2 separate regions of the Muntiacus reevesi genome follow, and region 1 is linked to region 2. A link is a contact called in public Hi-C data. All regions are on one chromosome and are shown on one strand. Each heading gives the region's core, a stretch centred on a gene start, on an enhancer-like site or on the middle of the called end of the contact. The rest is flanking DNA. Distances are from core to core; before and after follow the strand shown.

The links. Hi-C and Micro-C count contacts between places; a contact is called where the count stands out from the background.
Region 1: a Hi-C map of blood shows a contact between it and region 2, with 5 times the contacts expected there. The contact joins the promoter of D2HGDH here to the promoter of FARP2 in region 2. A contact is called at or near these places in 2 of 3 Hi-C or Micro-C datasets (blood and muscle).

Annotation. Positions count from the first base shown.
Region 1 is chr1:178,511,280-178,517,900 of mMunRee1.1, forward strand. It overlaps D2HGDH (D-2-hydroxyglutarate dehydrogenase), which reads left to right and starts at 2,756. Exons shown (of 10, transcript XM_065917235.1): 1 at 2,756-2,798; 2 at 4,304-4,674. The coding sequence starts at 4,314. It overlaps ING5 (inhibitor of growth family member 5), which reads left to right. Exons shown (of 8, transcript XM_065917234.1): 8 at 1-683.
Region 2 is chr1:178,279,566-178,286,624 of mMunRee1.1, forward strand. It overlaps FARP2 (FERM, ARH/RhoGEF and pleckstrin domain protein 2), which reads left to right and starts at 2,581. Exons shown (of 27, transcript XM_065917218.1): 1 at 2,581-2,647. SEPTIN2 (septin 2) reads left to right here. Exons shown (of 13, transcript XM_065917213.1): 13 at 1-1,166.

The sequences.
Region 1 (6,621 bases), core at 1,506-4,005, 230 kb after region 2:
ACGGCTGGCATGTGAGGCCTGTGTGACCATCCCCGCCGCGGGCTGGGCCCCTGAGCAGGCAGACGCGATCCTGGTGCTGGCAGGGCTACCTGAGCCAGGCAGCCTCCCGTCTGCCCTGAGGTGGCAGATGCCTGGACGTGGCCCCCGGGCAGTTGCGGGGGTGCGCGGGACGCTGGCCAGCCGCATGTCAGCCCTGCCTCCTGACCCGTCACTGGCAGCCCTCGGTGAGGACTGCTTCGAGCAATAACACTGTCCAAAGAGCAGCTTCCCGTGTGGTCACAGCCAGGGTGTGCCCTGTGTGTCCCAGGGCTGGGACATGTGGGGTTTCAGGCTTTCCTCAGCGTTTTGTGAACAGTGTGGTGGTGGTTTTCATTACCTGTGCTGAGAGGAATTTTAAAACGGGAAGTCTAAGAAAAGCGTTCTTATTCAGGAGAGAGTTCTCTGAAGTTTCCTCCCTGCTAGTATGTATTTGTGGTGTTCATCTTACCACATCTCATCCAAAAAGATGATGCAGCTTTAACCTGAATGTTACATTGTGTTTTCAAGGAATTATTATTGATGTTCTCTTTGTAAAAGAAAGAAATATTGTAAATCTTTTTATTAATTAATGTAAAGATGTATATCTGTATTTTTGGATCATGTTATAGATGATGGATATATTGTTTAACGAATAAAGTATTTTTTGGAACAAACATTTGAGGATGCATCATTTCTGGAAATAAGACAGTGTCCTGTCGAGAGCTGGGACCAGATGCCGTATGGACTCTTGAACGGGACGTGCAGTGGGCAGAGTGGGTGAGTCCCGTCAGGGGCCCGGGCGGGATCCTGGGCCTCACCTTGGGCCTTAGCTGTTTCATGGCATCAGAAGTTGGTCCCAAGCTCACGAGAAAGACGTGTTCTTAGTGAGGGCACTAGGGGTTGCTTCCTAGGGGCATAAGGTGCCTCCTCTGGAACAGAAGCTTTGCCTTCTAGACCTGCTTGGCGCCAAGGCCCTGTGGCAACTAAACCTCTCAGGACATTTCCTTGACGAGTGCTAACAGGGTCCATTGAAAGCCAGCTCCGTCACCACGGTGAAAGCATGGCCGGGCACCCACTTTCAGATGAAGCCCAGTTCCCAGACTTGCATCCTTGCTGGAAGGGAGGCTGTGGCTCTGGAGGAGGGCCTGTGACCTGCCTCTGCCCGCACTGTCCTCCACATGCCCAGGGGTGCCTGCCGGGAGGAGGAGGAGGCCAGGCTCTTTGCTGCGGGGGTGGGGAGCTCAGGTGCATTGCTACAGGTTCCCAGGGGCCCAGGATGCCACTGGTCTGTGGGCAGAGTGAGGCCTGTGGTGATTGGGTGATAAGGTGACATTTGTCTGGATGGGTGCCCAGGCCTCTCTCTGGTTACCTCTGCAGTGTCTGTGTCATTGAAATAGGTGGACTTGACCACTGGCAGGATGGCCACGACCTGTGGAGCAAGGGCTGTCATGGTAGGAGGGACTGGGGGAAGTCTCTGGAGTGTTCTTTTCCTGCTAGGGCATAATTCAAAAAGGCAGGGTGCATTCTAGTGTGCCTCCACTGACTCACTGAAGAGGCGGGCAGGTCTTAGGGAAGAAGGTCTACTAGAGAGGTGGTGAGACCCCCGCTGCAGCTGTTGTTCCTGATAAGGCATCCTTACCAGAGGAGAACACACACTCTTGGCAGTGGCTGGTTGTTGATCCAGTCCTAGCTTGTGCTCTCTGCCAATCTGCAGGGACCACCAGGATCTCTATTCTACTTGGCAGAACCTGCAGCGTGCCTTCCCATCCCGGCCTTGGGCCACGTACACACGCTGTCTGTCTGTCGTGCCCTTGGCCAGGTCATCATCTTAGCGTGCCACAGAACGTCACTCTTGTTGGCCGCACTGAGGCTGGCTGCTTGGCCACCTGGGGTAGCTCGGCCCCAGGAGCGCTGGGAAGGACAGCCCCATGGAGCTGGGGCTCAGATGTCTGTGGAGACCTCTGTTGGCACCCCCGGGAGAGGGGGAGGTGGCTGGGAGCTGGCCCCTGGGTGGCTGGGGTGGGAAACACCTGTCAGGCCGGGAGCCCCCCCAGCCTGGTGCCCCGGCTGGCAGAGCCCAACAGGCCCACAGAGCAGATACCCTGGAGCCGTGGGTGGCAGCCTGGCACCGGTCGGGCACAAACTGGAGGGGTTGGAGGAGGCGGCAGTCCTGAGAGGCAGACTCTGCGTCCTCCGGGGGTGGTCTGGGCCTTCCTGAAGCGGGATCGCCACCCAGCCCAGATCTAGGCCCCTCACTTGAGTCACTGGGGTTCTGTTCAAGAAGATGCTTGGGCAGAAGCTTCGGGGCGCCCTCGGGCTCTGCCTGCAGTGCATTCCTGACCCGCAGGAATGTCTCCCCTTCTGCCAGAGCTGGGGCCAGGGGACCGGGGCTCTGGGTGCCAGCGTTCCCCGAAACTGAGAGGGTGAGCCACGGTCCTCTGGGGATGCCTTAGGAGGGCGGAGTTACGCTCTGGGGTCGGGCGGGATGTACACTTGGGCCAGTCTTCGTGGAAAGGGTGGGAGCGTGTGCAGGGACCACGCTAGACGGTGCCAACGCGGCTCAAGGCCCGCTGACCTCGCGGGGGAAGCTGGATGAAGCCGGGCATCACGGCCAAAGGGGCGGGGCCCGGGATGGGCGGGGTCCGAGGCAGACGGCGGGGCCGTGAGCGGGCGGAGCCAGCAACAGGACTGGGCGGGGTCCCCGAGGCCTCCGGCGCAGGCGCAGTCCCTCCGCCCCGCCCACTCGGCGGCGGCGCGAAGCTTGCGGCGGGGACGTGGACGTGAGTGCGTGCGCGCGGCCGCTCGGGGTCTCGGCGGAAGGGCTGAGGGCCGCGGGCCGGGGGCGGCGGAAGCGCGCGGTCGCGGGGCGGCGGGCGCCCGCGGGCCCTCGGATCCCACCGCCCGGGCTGATCCGGTCACGCGATCGCGCAGGGCGCGCGCCCGGGGCCCTCCGGACGAGCCTGGGTGACTGCGTGCCCGGGGCGCCGGCGCTTGGTCGTCAGCCCCTGGCTGGGGCGACCGCTCCTGGTCCCCGGTGGCCCCCGGTGGCCCCCTGACGGGCGTGACCCCAGGCGCCCGGCCCCCGGCGGGAGTCCGGCCCCGAGCTCGCCGCTCACCTGCCCTGCGCAGCCCTGAACCGTGGGGGTGGGGTCGGCGTCCGCGCCTCCTTTAAGCTTCACCCCCTCTGGTGCGGTGCCTGCTGCCTCCAGGCACCCAGGGGCTCCGATCGTGTCCTCAAGGTCACTCGGAGGTGTGACCCTGCGCGAGGGCGCTGTCCCTCGTGCCGCCCAGGTGTCTGAGCGCCAGGTGAGCTGGAAGCAACCAGAACACCGGCGCGCCACCCCGCTCCCCTCCCCGGGGGCTGCCTGACGAGTGTGCGCGCTCCCGGGCCCCCAGGGCGGGGGCCCAGAGGAGCTTCCCTCTGCCCCCCGCTTTTTGTGAACTTGTAGCATATCCACAAACATAAGATTTATTTTTTTAACCACTCGTTCCCTGGTGGCTCCGTGGTAAAATACAAATGCAGGAGACACTGGTTCACTCCCTGGGTCAGGAAGATTCCAGGGAGAAGGAAACGGCAACCCTCTCAAGTATTCTTGCCTGGGCAATCCCAGGGACAGGGGAGCCTGGCTGGCCACAGTCCATGGGGTCGCAGAGTCGGACAAGACTTAAAGATTAAACCACCACATGCATGTGTAATGTGCGCGCTCAGTCGTGTCCAACTCTGCGAACCCAGTCCATAAACTAGTTTACCAGGCTCCTCTGCCCATGGGATTCTCCAGACAAGAATACTGGAGCGGGTTGCCATTTCCTTTCCCAAAGGATCTTCTTGACCCAGGGATTGAACCCGTGTCTTTTGCATTTCCTGCATTGGCAGGCAGGTTCTTTACTAGCTGAGCCACCAGAGAAATGGCATCTGTTCCTTATAGCACCTTAACTGCTTGTTCCTTGTGAAGGAAGAGGGGCTGAAAGGGAGGCGAGGTTGTTGCAGATGTTAAAGCTAACACGGGTGGGGGTGGGGGTGGCCTCAGCCAGGGGTGTGCGTCTGGTGACTTGTCAGGGGGTGACTCCTGCCGGGGGCCGTGCTGCCTCAGCTGAAGGCCTCGTGTCCCTTGTCCCCGCCCAGCCCGCCGCTTCTGGGTGGTCCACATCTCACTCTGCCACCGCAGCCATGGAAGCCACTGTGTGCTTCTGGGCCCTGCTGAGCTGTCTCCCCGCGCTGCAGGTGCTTCCCTTGTATTAGCTCCGTGCTTTTCCAGAGTCATAAGTCCGATCACTTACTTTGTAGGGCAGCAGTGATGATGCCCCATCTGGTGCCCAGGCGGCCTGTGTGGTGGCTCTTCTGCTGGCGGGCAGCCTGCGTCCAGGGAGCCTCCGTGCGACAGAGGATGTGGGCAGGGCCGTCAAGGATCCCTGGGCCGGGCGGCCTGCGAGGAGTCTGGGGCACCGGCCCACTGGTTCGACAAGGCAGCTCCTCGGCCTCCTCCCGTGCTCCTGAGGTGACGCTGACCCCGGAGCGCTACCCTGTGCGGCGGCTTCCCTTCTCCGTGGTGTCTGAGGACGATCTGGCTGCCCTGGAGCACATCGTCCCTGGCAGGGTCATCACAGACCCGGAGGAGCTCGAGGCTCCCAACGTGGACTGGCTGAGGACAGTCCGAGGTGAGTGAGGGTCTGTTCACACTTCATGCTTGGCGTGGGCAGAGTGGAGGAACAGCCTGAACTCCAGGCGGCCAGTGATGAGCACTGGGTGCAGGAGCTGTGGGTGGTGTCACAGACACTTTTCATATGCAGGGCATCTGCAAATTAAGATCAAACAGCTGACCCCCCCACCCCCAGCTGCTCTGAGGTGGGTGTGTGGTTAACTACTGCTCACTTCCTCAGAACGCTTCAGTTCAGTTCAGTTCAGTTCAGTTCAGTCGCTCAGTCGTGACCAGCTCTTTGCGACCCCATGAACTGCAGCACGCCAGGCCTCCATCACTAACTCCCGGAGTTTACTCAGACTCATGTCCATTGAGTCGGTGATGCCATCCAACCATCTCTCCTCTGTCGTCCCCTTCTCCTCCCGCCTTCAATCTTTCCCAGCATCAGGGAAATGAGTCAGTTCTTCACATGAGGTGGCCAAAGTAATGGAGTTTCAGCTTCAGTGTCAGTCCTTCCAGTGGATATTCGGGACTGATTTCCTTTAGGATGGACTGGTTGGATCTCCTTGCAGCCCAAGGGACTCTCAAGAGTCTTCTCCAACACCACAGTTCAAAAGCATCAATTCTTCGGCGCTTAGCTTTCTTTATAGTCCAACTCTCACATCTCTACATGCCTACTGGAAAAACCATAGCTTTCAGTAGACCTTTGTTAGCAAAGTAATGTTTGCTTTTTAATATGCTGTCTAGGGTGGTCATAGCTTTGCTTCCAAGGAGCAAACGTCGTTTAATTTCATGGCTACAGCTAATGCCTGGGCTAATATATAACAAGGAACTGCAAACTGGGCTCAAACTACTGGAGTGTCTCCTCTCTGTTCTCAGATGTGGGTAGGGCTCCCTCTAGTGGAGAGTATCTCCTGCCTCTTCCAGCTCCTGGGGCTCCAGGTGACCTTGGCTGTGACAACATCGTCCAGTCCTCGTCCCTCCTCACACGGCCTCTCCTTGTGTTTCCCTCTCTGTTCTCTTATGAGGTCACCTGTCCTTGGATTGGGGTACCACCCTCATCAGGATGATCTCAAGTTTAGATCCTTAACTTAATTACATCTGTAAGGACCCTTTCTCCAAGGAAGGTCACGTTCGTGGGTTCTGTGGGGTGGGGTGTCTACATGTCTTTTGGGGGGCCTGTTGTCCCCTCTGCAGCTTGCTTGGGCAAGATGCGGGCCCTGCCAGATGGCCTGACCGCCCCAGCCTCCCTCTCCTCCAACCACACCCCCTGCACCAGCTTGGAGATTCTCCTTCTGGACCCAGCTCGCCTTCTTGGTAGCAGGTTTCCTAAGGCCCTGTGTTGTCTTCCCTGGTGCTCAGATGGTAAAGAATCCGCCTGCAGTGCAGGAAACCCAGGTTCGACCCCTGGGTCAAGAAGATCCCCTGGAGAATGGAATGGCAACCTACTCCAGTATTCTTGCCTAGAAAATCCCACGGACAGAGGAGCCTGGCGGGCCACAGTCCATGGGGTCACAAAGAGTCGGACACGATTGAGTGACTAACACTTTCACTTTTGTGTTGTATCCTGAAGTGATTTCAGAGATAACATGACCTACTTAGTTACAAAAACCAACATGACGTTCTTGCTGCATATTAAGAAGATGTGGAAGACAACACGATGGCATATTTAAGCTTGAAATGCTAGGACACGCTGGGTGTCCAGGTCCTTAGGCTGGGCCTGGAGTCAGTGCAGTCCAGACTGAGGGTGAGCCGTGGAGGGTGTGCTGGGCTCTTGGCTCAGACACGGCGGGGGCCTTGCTGGTGGCAGGAAAGCTGAGTGAGGCTCCAGACCAGAGTGCAGCGTCAAGAGCAAGTGGAATTGGGGCATAGGCGCAGATAACGGGATGGCCCTGCCCGTGGGGAGGCTGGAGGCGGTGGACGTCCTTCGCCTGGGCTTATCTACCGGGCACCCTCGATGGAAGGC
Region 2 (7,059 bases), core at 1,331-3,830:
AGTCTTTGAATTCTGAGGTCATTTTTTAAACTGCTATGCAGAGAACTCGCCACAAACCACGTTCTATAGAGTTTGCCACGAAAACCCATGAGCTGCAGTTTCCATGTCACAGCTAAGATTCTCACCTATGTGGTGAGAGTCAGTAAACTATTTGTACTCAACTAGATTTATAGCATAACTTTTTAAGGAAAATTAACAGTTGATCTGTGCAGAAGCCTGCCTTTTTAGACTGCACTTGGCATGTTTTCTGTGACTATGGTGTGGAAGATGCACCTCGGCAGGGGCATCACGGTTCCCAGCGCGGTTCTCCTGGTTTGGCTTCACTTGGACTGACCCCGTTCTGAATGGTTTTCAGGCAGATAGCAGCGTGTGACCTGTCCCGTCCATTTTTAGCCGCCGTGGTTTCCTTCCTTACATGTTACACAGACTTGTCCACAGGGGACTTGAGAGTGACGGCTCTTGCAGACTTGCTCCGTGGGCTGGCTGATGGTCAGCACTGTGCCGCCTGGTTTCCTGTGCCCGCGGTTGATCGGTCATCAGAAGTGACAAATGGAAGGAGCCTGGAGGGAGTGGGTGCTGGCTCAGCATTCTCATTCCACTAAAGCACGAGGGGCTGACGTGGAGAAGCACTGAGCTCCAGGGCTGAGGACACCCAGAGAGGAAAGGGAGATGGTGACAGTCGCCAGGTGCACTGCAGACCGTCTGGTGTTCTCCCAACTGCCCTTTCACTGTTGCCTAATTGCGAGTGGTCAAGAGCTATAGGTTTAGGTACAGTTTTTACCAAGAAGTGTTCCATGACCTTAGGGGTACTTCCATGCAAGGCCAGTTATTTGGGTTATTTTGGCATTTATTAACTATGCTAGTAAAAGCTGTTTTTTAAGGGGGGCGGGGTGGCAGTAAGTGGTAGATGTAATAAGCCCAGTATAGTCTGCATAGGGCCAGCTGCCACCTCATGGATGCCTGGGTGTGGGTGGACCTACACTTTCAAATTCCCTTTTGTTTTTCTGCCCCGTCTAAATACTTTTGCTAATAGATAATTGCTCTTTAGTTACTAAGAGAGAAAACTTTACCTATAAAAATGTATTTTGAAAACTTATTTTACACAGCAATTTTGTATCCACTGAAACTAACCTTTTACCAATAAAGCACTATTGTTTAGATATTAAGTGAGTAATTCTCATTATTGGCTCTTTACAAGGTAAAGGTGTAAGATTTTCTCAAAGACTCAGAGAAACTTCTGCATTTCCTGTGTATAAGAAATGGGGAGGAATTATTCGCAGGAACATCAGTACATAACAGCGCTGTACTGGCGAGCCCAGCTGGAAAGAGGGAGCCACGAAGCCTGGGAAGAAAGGATTTACCAGGGAACTGATGGTCTCCTTATAGTGAAGGTCTGATAAAAAGGGGCTCTAGTGAGAGCTTGATGATGTCTGCCCACCGGGCAGAAAACGCGAGAAAAGCAAGGTCTCGTTCACGGTAGGGACGACGACGGACTGACCGGGAGGAATGCTGAGAACCTGACCTGGGGGTGGCAGCCGGTCCCCTAGCCCCTCCACCCAGGGCCGCCTGGGCCCCTTTCCGTCTGTAGTTCTCTCCAGGCCCGTCCCTCCCTCGGGTGTTGCTTCCAGCGTGCGCTCCTTGGCCTCTCCTGGCTTCCCGGCCGCTCTGACCAGGGTCTCCCTGTGTGGTCCCCCTGGCAGTGTGCACCTGTTGGGGGTTCTGTGCCCTGGGAGCGGGGTGCGGGATTCTGTGCTGGGGGCCGGTTAGAGAAAAAAATCGGGTGGGAATGATGGGGGCAAGAGTGCCCTTCCGAGGCAGCCCCGCGGAAAGCTACTTGGGTGAAACGTGTTTCGAAGGCCAACCAACCAGGATTCTCCAGGTTGGTTCGGGACTTACTCCCTAGATAGCCGCGCGGGGGCGCTCCTGGCCTGCCCGCGGGGACGGCGGCGGGGGCAGGGCTCCCGGGGCAAGTTGAGCTGGATCTCCAAGAATGCAAAGGAGCTTCCTCAACTGCTCGAAGGAGGGCCTGGGGGCTCCGGAGATGGTGCCACGTTTCCATTCCCCGGTAGGGGACCGCGAAGGCTAGGGGGACGCTGGCCTCCCAGCACGGCCCGTTTCCTCTGCAGCACACCTTCGCCTGGCCCTCGGCGCCCCTAGGCCGACCCCGGAAGCCCCAGGAGAAGAGCACCTGGTAGCAGGATCCGGTAACAGGAACGCAGGCGGCCACGGTTCAGGTCAGCACCAGCCTGCAGACGGATCTGGGCCCGAGTCGCGCCCCGCCCCCCGAGCCGACGTCCCGCCCCCCCAGCCGTAACCACGCCCCTCCCCCTGAGCCGACGCCCCGCCCAGAACCGCCGGCGGCGCTGCGAGCCGAGCTGGCCGAATGACATCTGACTCTGCGCGTTCCTTCTCGCCCTACAAATCCGCCAATCAGAGTTCTCTGCCGCCCTTCCAGGCCGCGGCCGCGAAGGCCCCGCCCCAGAGGCCGTCGGGCCAATCGGCGGCGCATCCGCGGGGCGGGGGCGGGGCCCCGGGCGGGGCGGGGAAGGGGCGCGGGGAGCAGGGGCGGCTCGCGGGCAGTAGGGAGCGGGCGGAGCCGGCGCGGACTCGGAGGCCGCTGCGGGCGACAGCTCGGGCCGGGCAGCCGGTGAGGGCGCGGGGCCGCGCGGCAGCGGGCGAGCAGGGGCCAGGCTGCGCCTCGGGGGCGGGCGGCGGAGGCCGCGGGCCGAAGCCCGAGGCAGGGCGGGCGCCTCCAGACGGCGAGCGGCCAGAGGAGTCTGCTCCCGGCCTGGGAAGGCCTTCGGGCGGCGGGCCGCGTGTGCGGAGGGCGCTGTGTGGGGAGCCTGTCCGCTGCGGGTCCTGGGTGCGCGTGAGGACCCCGCGTGGGGGCCCCGGGGGGCGCGTGAGGACCCCGCGTGGGGGCCCCGGGGTGAGCGGGGAGGGCCCCGCGTGGAGGCCTGGGCAGAACCACAAGTGGAAGCTCCGGCGACTTGTGGCCATGCCCTTTTTGGCCTTTCCTTAAATGATCTTAAGGCTGGTATTAGGTGTTAATGCTTTTACTCCGGGAAACCTGGAAGGGCTGCCAGTCAATCCTAGGGGGAATCCAAAGGCCGCTCAGAAAGCTGGGACCCGACCATAACCAGTGATCGCTCAGGCCGGGGTCCACACCCACCCTGGAGGCCGCAGCCTCCGGAGGCCTTCCACGTGCTAGTCGGTGGTAATTGCCGTGAAAACAGAAATTCCCAGGAGGTGCCCTGAAGGAAATAGTGTGAGTTCACAGTGAAAGGAGAGATTTACATCTCGGGGTGGCTGTTCCCTGTGCCTTTGCCTTTTCTGTGAGGGAGCTTTGGGCAGAGCACTCTGGAGAGCCTGATGGCCTTCAGGGGCACTGCACCAGAGTGCTGGTGGTGTGGAGGGATGACGGAGCACCTGGGAGCTGGGCAGGCATGGAGTGGCTTTGCTTGCAGGCAGATCTAAGGCTCTCTCTGCTGCTCTTTGAAATTTCTGAGTTCCTTACACCAGAGACTTAACTCTCTGTGAGGGATTATGAAGCCCTTCACACCTGGTATTTGTATTTTGTTTTGTTGTTCAGTCTCTAAGACTAAGTCATGTCTCTTTGCAACCCCGTGGACTGTGGCACACCAGGCTCCTCTGTCCTCCACTGTCTCCTGGAGTTTGCTCAAACTTATATCCATTGAGGGACTGTTGTCATCCAACGGTCTCCTTCCTCTGTCACCCTCTTCTCCTCTCCCTCAGTCTTTCCAGTGAGTAAGTTCTTCGCATCAGGTGGCCAAAGCATTGGAGCTTTAGCATCAGTCCTTCCAATGAATATTCAGGGTTGATTCCCCTTAGGATTGACTGGTTTGATTTCCTTTCAGCCGAAGGGACTCTCAAGAGTCTTCTCCAAAACCACAGTTTGAAGCATCAATTCTTCAGCGCTCAGCCTTCTTTATGGTCCGTCTCTCACATGTGTACATGACTACTGGAAAAACCATAGCTTTGACTGTGTGGACCTTTGTCAGCAAAGTGATGTCTTTGCTTTTTAATACACTGTCTAGGTTTGTCATAGCTTTCCTTCCAAGGAACAAGCATCTTTTAATTCATGGCTGCAGTCAGGTTGTCTCAAACTATGCAGAGATGATGTGGCCAGGCCCCGGCCCCATTTGGAAGCAGAGTGGGTGGCCAGTACTGGATGTCGCCTGGACCTGCTTCCTGGGGCGGGACTCCTGCTTTGCTGCAGACCCTCAGTGAGCACTAAGCCTTCTGGACCAGAGGCTGGCAAGAGCTGCAGAAGTTTGCTGGCTCGTTTACCTGCTTGGACCTCCTCTCCTGGTAGACTTCCTGCTTCCTTCTGTACTAATTCCTTTCCCAAAAGGGGAGTTTATATGATACATTCACGTATCTCTCCTCAGGCTCCTTATCAACAAATGAGGTTGCAGTTTACCTGCCTCATGGACTTGTTGTGAGGATTAAGCATCAGTAGCTAGATGCCTGGAACCCACTAAGTGCTTAATCGGTGTTAGCCGTCATGTTATCAAGTAGAAGAGCAGTCTGAGTGCACAGTCCAGAGAAAAGGAGGCAGAGTATTTAAGCAGATTGTCCTGCTTGGGGGAAGGGTATGCCCTGTGTTGACAAAGCAAAGATGGAGGCATGGATAGTTCTGTGCATGTGCTTTTAAACCCATCGGGCCCCTCCTCTCCTCTCCAAACACTTTGCCTCTCGGCACATTAGTGCCGCCTCTGTCCTGAGACAGTAGCAGTTCCTGCTGCTTATCCTTTCAGGTCGTTCCTGCTTTTCCTTCACCCACTCTCTTGTAAGCCTTGCTCCGTAGGTTGCAAGTTTCCTGCACACAGCTTGGCGTTCTTTGCAGGAAAACCGCTGTAAATTTGAGTGCTGAGCCGAAGTCACCCCAGTCTTGCTCTCTGAGATCCCATGTGTGGAGCATCATTGGACTGCAGCATATTTGTCAGTTCCAGGCTTTACCTTGGCAACAGGGCGTCAAAGGTGAGGGCTCCACAGAGCGTAAGATGATAGAGGCCAGAATGTGATGGCTTTCTAGCGATTCTGCAAACTGGTCTAACCTTTCTGGAGAGCAGCTAGCAATAAGTGATAAAAGGTTTTGATTTTGGAATCCCGGTTTTGAAAACAAACTTGTATACACACTGCATGTAAGAGTGGTAGAACACTCTGCAGCCCCCAGACATGCTTCGGCAACCCCCTTCTAACCCTTCCCTCCCAACAAAATTTGAACCATCATGATCCCTGGAAATACGTTCAAAAAGATATCTTAACCAAAAAGGCGAAGCAGTTCGTACACAGCAATTACACTGATTTAAAAATATATGAGGATGTGGACAAGGATCAGAGGAGAAGGTGGAGTGATGTATGTAGTTTTATTTTAGGGTCATTTTAAAATTCAAGACCAGAAAGGCCCTCTGATGCTGTCGGGTGCAGTGATGAACCTGTCTTCACCCATTGCTCCCAGCTGCAGAGTACCAGGTGGTGAGATTCCACCCAGACCTCCTAGGTGGGCTCTCAGGACCCCCACAGCCCAGCACAGCCCCGTGGGCGCCCTCAGGGCCCCGCCCATGTGCACCGCGCTTGCCCAGCCGGTCCTCCGTTCCCCCATGGGCCCAGCTCCACTCCGTGCTGGAGAGTCGGCCGGGCAGGACCAGCCGCGCCCCCTCCTCTGTGTTCCTGGTGCTACCCGCACTCCGCCATGTGGTCCGGGCCACTTCCACAGGCATCTCCGCTTCTGGCTTATCCCGTACTCGACACGTGGGGTCCCTTAAGCCCAAGAGGGGATGGCACATGGTGAGATCGGGGGTGGGGGGAAAGCTGAGGTCACGCGCGTTGCAAGTCACTAACCTAGAATTCTGAGCCTGAATTCCTTGTTTTGTGTGGCAAGGCTTGTGAGCCAGGGGCGGGCATGGCGGCCACTCGGGACACTTGGGGGGTCTGACGCAGACACCCACCTTTCGCTGAGGCCTCCTCCCTCCCTCTCCACCCACCAGATCCCTGGCGGCTTCTGGCTTCACCTCTTGCAGCTCTTACCAGCACTTAGGAGACTCTCTCCTGTGTCTTCCCCGCTGTGATGGGGGAGGTTTTCTCCTCTCAGAGGCTCCTGTGCTTATAGGGTCTTGGAATTGCTCTGTTCAGAAGCAAGGTGCTCGCTGAATGTTTGAATGAGTCAGGTTTCATCAGGGCAGAGTGAATGGCAGTTTTTATGGGACCTGAGATTTACCCAGTGTGGGGGAGGAGGCCTCTTTAAGTGTTAGAAATAAAAATTAACTTGGAGTGCAAATATTTATTTAGAATGAGAAAAAGTAAATGCGTTACAGAGTTGACAAAGCTGACATTAATACAACAGTCAGAAAAATCCAGAAAAATAGCATATTTGTTAATTATCTGACACATCTGTTTCCCAGTGGCTAAGTGGTAAAGAATCCGCCTGCAACACAGGAGACCCAGGTTCAATCCCTGGGTCAGAAAGATCCGCTGGAGAAGGGAATGGCAACCCACTCCAGTGTTCTTGCCTGGAGAATCCCATGGACAGAGGACCCTGGTGGGCTACAGTCCATGGGGTCACAACCAGTCAGACACGACTGAGCAAGTTAACAGCAGCGGCAGCAGATAAGAGTTGGTATTGTCTTGAGCCCTAGACACACACCTCTGTACCACTTTTCACTTGGCCATGTACTTTTGAATTAGTGTGACAGAGAATAGAATGAGTTCAGTGACTCCTCCAGCATGGTTGATCAGAAATCTTTATTGTTGACTGTTAGGAGATATAAAACATGGTTTCACGCTTGTTCTTTCTAGTACAGCTACAGATTGTGTCTTGGAACAGCAGGAGTTCTGATAAATTCTGTTTTGCAGAATTCCATTCAGAGCAGGTAAAACTCTGTGGCGTATTTATAAGCATACCGCTGCAGTGTAAATTCTTTTCACTGACAGGCGGGCGGTGCAGTTTTGACCACTGAGTGCCACGCTCTGCTTGCCTTCCCACGTGTCTGTGATGACTTTGCAGCGTCTGGCCCCCTGCACTGCCAGCCTTGC